Regions from separate parts of the Capra hircus genome. Here region 2 is linked to region 1. A link is a contact called in public Hi-C data. All regions are on one chromosome and are shown on one strand. Each heading gives the region's core, a stretch centred on a gene start, on an enhancer-like site or on the middle of the called end of the contact. The rest is flanking DNA. Distances are from core to core; before and after follow the strand shown. Region 1 holds the start of TG (thyroglobulin). Region 2 overlaps WISP1 (WNT1-inducible-signaling pathway protein 1).

Region 1 (3,212 bases), core at 238-2,737:
AAAAAGACTGGTGTGGAGCGGGACTGGTGGCTCCAGTTGAAGTCAGGGAGGAGAGGGGGCATCGGAATGTAAATCGTTGGATCATTGGCGAGTAAATCACCGCCGCCACCACCACCCCATGCACCCTTGTTAAAACAAGTACAGTAAAAAGTTTTGGCAGGAAAGGAAGGGACGTCTTTGGTTCTGGCTGGAAGGAAGCATGGATTGGGGCAACAGAGGTCAGATGACTCAGTGTTGATGGGTCTGGGGAAAGCTCCAGCGACAGCGGCCACAGGTCAGCTTCGAGGAGGAGCATAAAGGGCAGGGGGGCGGGGACAGGGAGAAGCTGGGTTTTAAGGCCCCTGGGTCCGCATGGCTGGAGGAGGCCTTACTGGAAGCTGCCGTCCTCGGCGCACTGGGGGACGTAGTCTTCTTGCCTTGCAAAAGCCCTCTCCCTCTGCAGCTCACATGGGCGGAGCGGCTGGGCGTCCACCTGGTACTCTGCACAAAGGAAGTGATGCCGCTCATGAGAGACAATCCGCTGCCTGCATTCCAGTAACGGAGACAGGCTCGCTGGAGACACAGACGCTCTTCCGGGTTTTATTTCTAGCACCATCAGCAAGCATATTTCAACTCGCAGTTTTGCAGCTACTCACAAGTTTGACATTAACTCCCCTGATCCCCAGGAAGGTGATGTCACCGTCTTACCCAGGTGGCCATGAGACTCGTTCGGAAAACTAGCCTGTTCAGGATCACACCACTGGCAAGAGAAGGATTCACAGTGGACCCTTGGGCTGTGCGTTCCCCAAGACCATGGTTGGGTCAGGGAACACCGTAAAGGAGGGATTCTTGAGTTTATCCAGGCACTCCTTGCAGACAGAGCACATTCCTGGCCTCAGTGGAGAATGCATGTAACGTGCAGGGGCTTATTCAGAAATCACAGTCACAACTGCTTCCTTTCCAGAGAGGAAACGGCTGAGCCGCAGCTATAATAGGACTCAGGTCTGTTTCACACCACGGGTAGATTTGTGTTTTTCATTACCTGCTAATACCCCATATGGACAACCTAGGACTTGAGACTGTAAAGATAATTTTAAAACAAACAGACAAACAGAGAACATAGCCAATAGCAGCATTTGCTAACAGGGTGGGGTGAGGGGAACTAGAATCCAATTAGGAAGATCTAGTTTCCCATCTCCTCTCCACTGATCACTGACTCTGTGACTTCCCAGACCCTCTGTCTCTTCCTCTGAAAAGGAGAGTGCATAACTGACCTCAGGACACTGTGAGGATGAAATGAGGTCACAGATGTTCCAAGGCCCTGGGGCAGTTCCTGGCTAACAAGGAGTTGGCCTGAGAGGTCCCTCCCAACCCGACGCTCTGAGACCGCAGGGTCAGAACTCACCAAAGATGTTGGCTGACACCAAGAAGGCTAAGTCCAGCAGACCAAAGACCCACAGGGCCAGGGCCATCTCGGGAGCCCTTCCAGGGAGAAGGGTTCGAAGCTGCTGCCCACCTTAGGGCTCTGGCCAAGGAGCCTTTATAGCACTGCTGCGGGCACTTAGCCCCCACCCACAGGCACTCAGAGAAGCAGTGCCTGCCCTGTTTTCTCTGCTGGTCACAAGGAGGTCCTCCACCTGCGTCTGTTCCCCTGGAGAACACTCATGTGGCCAGTGTGGGGGGAGAGTCTTGTGGACGCTGTAGGGGAGCAAAACTGGGGACGAGTGTATGTGAAAGTCGCTCAGTCACATCTGACTCTCTGTGAACCCATGGACTGCATCCTGCCAGGCTCCTCTGTCTATGGGATTCTCCAGGCCAGAATACTGGAGTGGGTAGCCGTTCCCTTCTCCAGGGGATCTTCCCAACCCAGGGACTGAACCCAGGTCTCCTGCATTGCAGGTAGATTCTTGACCATCTGAGCCACCAGGGAAGAACTGGGGGCATGGCTTCATAATTCATCTTCAGGGGTAAAGGCCAAAGTTTGCAACTTGGTGGGCCACACATTCAGGCCCACCATGAAAGAAACACAATGCTCCCTTCCTCCTCATCCCTGCTCCTTCCTTCCCTCTTTCTAGCCATGTTTCTTTAGCGTCTGATAGAGAAGCAGACACTATTCTAGGCCATGAGGATATGGCAGGGAACAAAACAGAGAGAGCCATTAACACAGATGTAGGGATTTTGATGAGTAAGCCAAACACACACACACTCATATTCCTAGTCATCCCCCTTTCCCCTGTCCCAGGCCTTCAGATAACCAAAAGGCAGCAGGAAGCCTGTCTTCCACACAAAGCCTGTACATCAGTGAGCTTTCTCCAGTTGCTTCTCCCATCAAAAGGTGGGGGATGGAGACAGGCTCCATGGGTTTTCAGAAGGTAGGTGGGCAGGTATGGGAGAGCACTTGGGAGTGAGGGAGATCACAGTGAGCCTTAGGTTTTAGGTAAAGATGATTTGAGAAGACGTGCTGGCATTTACTGGAGAATTAGAATCCCCCAGCTTGGCCCTCCGCAGCCCCCATTGGATGCTAAGTCACTTCAGTCGTGTCTGACTCTTTGCAACCCCATGGACTGCAGCCCGCCAGGCTCTTCTGTCCTTGGGATTCTCCAGGCAAGAATCCTGGAGCAGGTTTCCATTTCCTTCTCCAGGGGATCTTCCTGATCCAGGGATAGAACCTGCATCGCTTATGTCTCCTGCACTGGCAGGAGGGTTCTATGCCACAGTCACCATGTGGGGAGCCCAAAGCCCAAATCACACAGGCCAATTTCCGCCCAGGCTACAGAGACGCTGTAATATTACAGTGAGCCTGGCCATGTGCAGCCCTTGCCAGCTCTCCAGGTCCAGGTGTTCTAAAGCAGATGAATTTTCTAAAATGTTGAAACTGGGACTTCCTAGGCAGTCAAGGAGTTAAGACTTGACCTTTCAGTGCAGGCGGCAAGGGTTCAGTCCCCGATTGGGGAGCTAACATCCCCCATGCCTCGTGGCCAAAAAGCCAAAACATTAAACAGAAGCAACACAGTAACAAATTCAATAAAGATTTTAAAACTGGGTCCACGTCAAAACAAATAAACAAAACCCTTTTAAAAAATACAAATGCTGAGACCGTGACTGAGGTCTACCAGAAAGCCCACTCCTCACGCTTCCTACCACCTACGCATGCAGGCAGGGGTCTTGCACGGGCCAGCCTGTGTGCTGAGTCATTCTTGCTGGCCTGACCCCTGGGAAGAGGCACAGCAGAG
Region 2 (3,003 bases), core at 473-2,972, 290 kb before region 1:
AACAACAACAAATAAATTAAAAAAAAAAAAGACTGGCTCCCCATGGTAAGACCCCTAAATGTCTGCTGGGGACTGAATGTTATGTCGCCCACAGATCCCTATGTTGGCATTCTAACTGCTCTAAAGGTGGTCTTAGGGTGTATATGTGTGCGCTCAGTCATGTCCAACTCTTTACAACCCTATGGACTGTAGGCAACCAGGTTCCTCAGTCCATGGGATTCTCCAGGCAAGAATACTGGAGTGGGTTGCCATTGCCTCCTCCAGAGGATCTTCCTGACCCAGGGACTGAACCTGCACCTTCTGCATTGGCAGGCACATTCTTTACCATTTGAGCCACAAGGTGGAGCCTCTGGCGGTGATTGGGTCATGTGGGTGGACCCCTCATGGGTCAGTGCCCTTATGAAAGGGACCCCAGAGTGCCTCATCCCTTCCACCATCTGAGGACACAGCAAGAAGATGCCAGCTATGAAAAGGGGCCTCACTGGGATGTGGCCATGCCGGCCTTGACCGTGGATTTCGAGCCTCCAGAGCTGTGGGCAACGAGTCTGTAAGCCGCCCAGTGTGTGTGGTGCTTTCCTACAGCAACCCACATGGACCGAGACCGTGCCCGACACTGCACCCTCTGGATAAGGCGGGCACTCGGTGGGCAGGTTCAAAGCAATCAATTCAGTCATAGTTACTGGACAAACTTAAGCAGATTAAATTTAAGAAGGGAAAAACTAGAAGAATGTTCAATCGAAGACCCCACAGGAAACCCTGCGTGTATAATTTGGGGGTGATGTTTAGAAGTGGGCAGTGACTGAATTTTCTGATGTTCTCCAACTCCCTGAAAATAGATCCAGGAACATGTAAATCCATCCTTTGACTTTTACCAACAGTTTCACTTCATGTTTACACAAATGGGTGGTGGTGGGTATGGTAGCAGAGAGTAGGAGGCTGGCGGTGGTGGGGTGCCACCCAGGAGACCTTAATCATCCTGCTAGATGAGGGAGCTGAACCCCACCATCCTTGGAAGGTGTGTGCAATTCATCGGTGAGTGGGGCCCTGGGACCAGGAGGTAAGGGCGGGGCGTCTGCAGTGAGCAGAACCCATTTCCCAAGGCTGTGTGACCTGGGTCTGGACTCGCCCTCTCTGAGCGTCTGTGTGCTCGTGTGTAAAAGCAGTAATGATAACAACATCCTCCAGCAGCCCTAATGAGCAGTTATAGCCTTACCCCGATTTCACAGGTGAGGAAACTGAGGCTCAGGGTGTTGAAGTAACTTGCTCAGGGTTTTGAAGCTGGGAAAGTGTCCCCAGAATGTCCCTTCAGGGGACTTGTCACCAGGCTGCCCTACCCCCTCATTCATTCACATTAGTATTCACACATTCATTCCTCCATCCTCCCATCACACACATGCACCAAGCACCTCCTGCATGGCTGGGCTGGTACTCAGATGGACACAGCGTGGTCCTTACCCCAAGGCAGTCACAGTGCAGACACATTTATAAGATTGCAACGTAGGGTGGTGACAGCTGCAATGCACTTGAGCCCAAGTTGCCAGGGGGTCCCCTAAAGAGGATATGGGAGACTCTTGGGGAGTTTTCAGGGACAGGATGCTGTTTCTCAACGCCCGAGTGCCCAGCGCTGCTCCTGGCACGCCCCGGGCAAGCGCTCCGTGAACAGAATAGTCCAGAGTTTAGCTTGCTCACGTGTGGGCGGCCATACCCCAATGCTCCACCAGGGGGCAGGGTTGAGACAGGAATGGCCTGAGCCGGCCCCAGCTGAGCCCTGCGGGCTTTAAGGAAAGGGTTCCCTATTTGGAAGCAGTTTCTGCTCATTCCTTCACTGATAAGAGAGGGCTGGGGGCAGTGGGAGGATGTGGACCCAGGCCAGAGCCCAGAGCTGGGGGCACCCTGTGGCCTGCCCTTCCCTTATATCTTATATCCTTTGATGTAAGTAACAGGCAGCTACCACGTGGGTTGGTGGGCACATTTTCTGAGCTCCTCCTCCTCAGCATGTACCCCCCGGCATCTATACCCGGGGCCCAGGTAGGGATGCCCTGCAGTGGAGCCTCTGTCTTGGGCAGCTCTTAGCTCAGCCCCTGCAGGACACCTGGCCTGAGTGTTCAGAGGACCCAGCCCTGCTGAGTCTTCCACGCTCACTGCCACACCAACGGCAGGATCTCCAGGGACCTGGAGACCCAGGCACTGACTCAGCGCTGGCCAGGCTGCCTGTCATGGCTGATGGAAGGTTTGTTGAGATTTTCTGCTAATTGGTTTTTATCAACAGGCAGTCTTGTGAGCTTCTGGTTGGGAAAGTAGCCTTTATATGGAGAAGATAGAAGCGGCAAGAAGCCAGAGTTCTTTCCAAACGATAAACTCTCCGGCATTCTTTCATTTATCAAATGTATGTAAAGCATCTGCGGAGTTCTCAGTACAAAGCCAGAGGGAGCGGCCAGCCTTCCAGGGAGCCAGGAGCATGAAGAAGGCAACTGCCTTACAAAGCAAAGGACCAGACACCAGCCCCCTGGGACATCCCCCCACACAGCATTTTTGTAACCAAGTAGAATGGATTCTGGAGAAGGCAATGGCATTACTCCAGTACTCCTGACTGGAAAATCCCATGGACAGAGGAGCCTAGAAGGCTGCAGTCCATGGGGTCGCTGAGGGTCGGACACGACTGAGCGACTTCACTTTCACTTTTCACTTTCATGCATTGGAGGAGGAAATGGCAACCCACTCCAGTGTTCTTGCCTGGAGAATCCCAGGGACGGGGGAGCCGGTGGGCTGCCGTCTATGGGGTCACACAGAGTCGGACACGACTGAAGTGACTTAGTAGCAGTAGCAGAATGGATTCTACACTTTTAAAAAGTTGTAAAAAACAAAAAAGAATATTCCATGGAGAGCCTATAGTCCACAAAGCTTAGAATATTTACTATCTGGTCTTTTTAGGGAATGCTCACTTCCCTGGTAGTCCAGTGGTTGAGAATCTGCTTGCCAATACACGGGACACCGGTTCAATTC

The links. Hi-C and Micro-C count contacts between places; a contact is called where the count stands out from the background.
Region 2: a contact with region 1 is called in a Hi-C map of blood, with 2.7 times the contacts expected there. The contact joins the enhancer-like site here to the promoter of TG in region 1. A contact is called at or near these places in 4 of 5 Hi-C or Micro-C datasets (blood and liver).

What each region holds. Positions count from the first base shown.
Region 1 is chr14:73,521,794-73,525,005 of ARS1.2, reverse strand. It overlaps TG (thyroglobulin), which reads right to left and starts at 1,487. Exons shown (of 48, transcript XM_018058585.1): 1 at 1,385-1,487; 2 at 372-480. The coding sequence starts at 1,451.
Region 2 is chr14:73,815,295-73,818,297 of ARS1.2, reverse strand. The region is part of intron 1 of WISP1 (WNT1-inducible-signaling pathway protein 1); the gene reads right to left. Among named protein-coding and RNA genes, the nearest start is that of WISP1, 13 kb to the right of the region's middle. Within about 2 kb of position 1,722, at least 2 of the 5 cell types and tissues checked have an H3K27ac peak or open chromatin away from gene starts, as enhancers often do.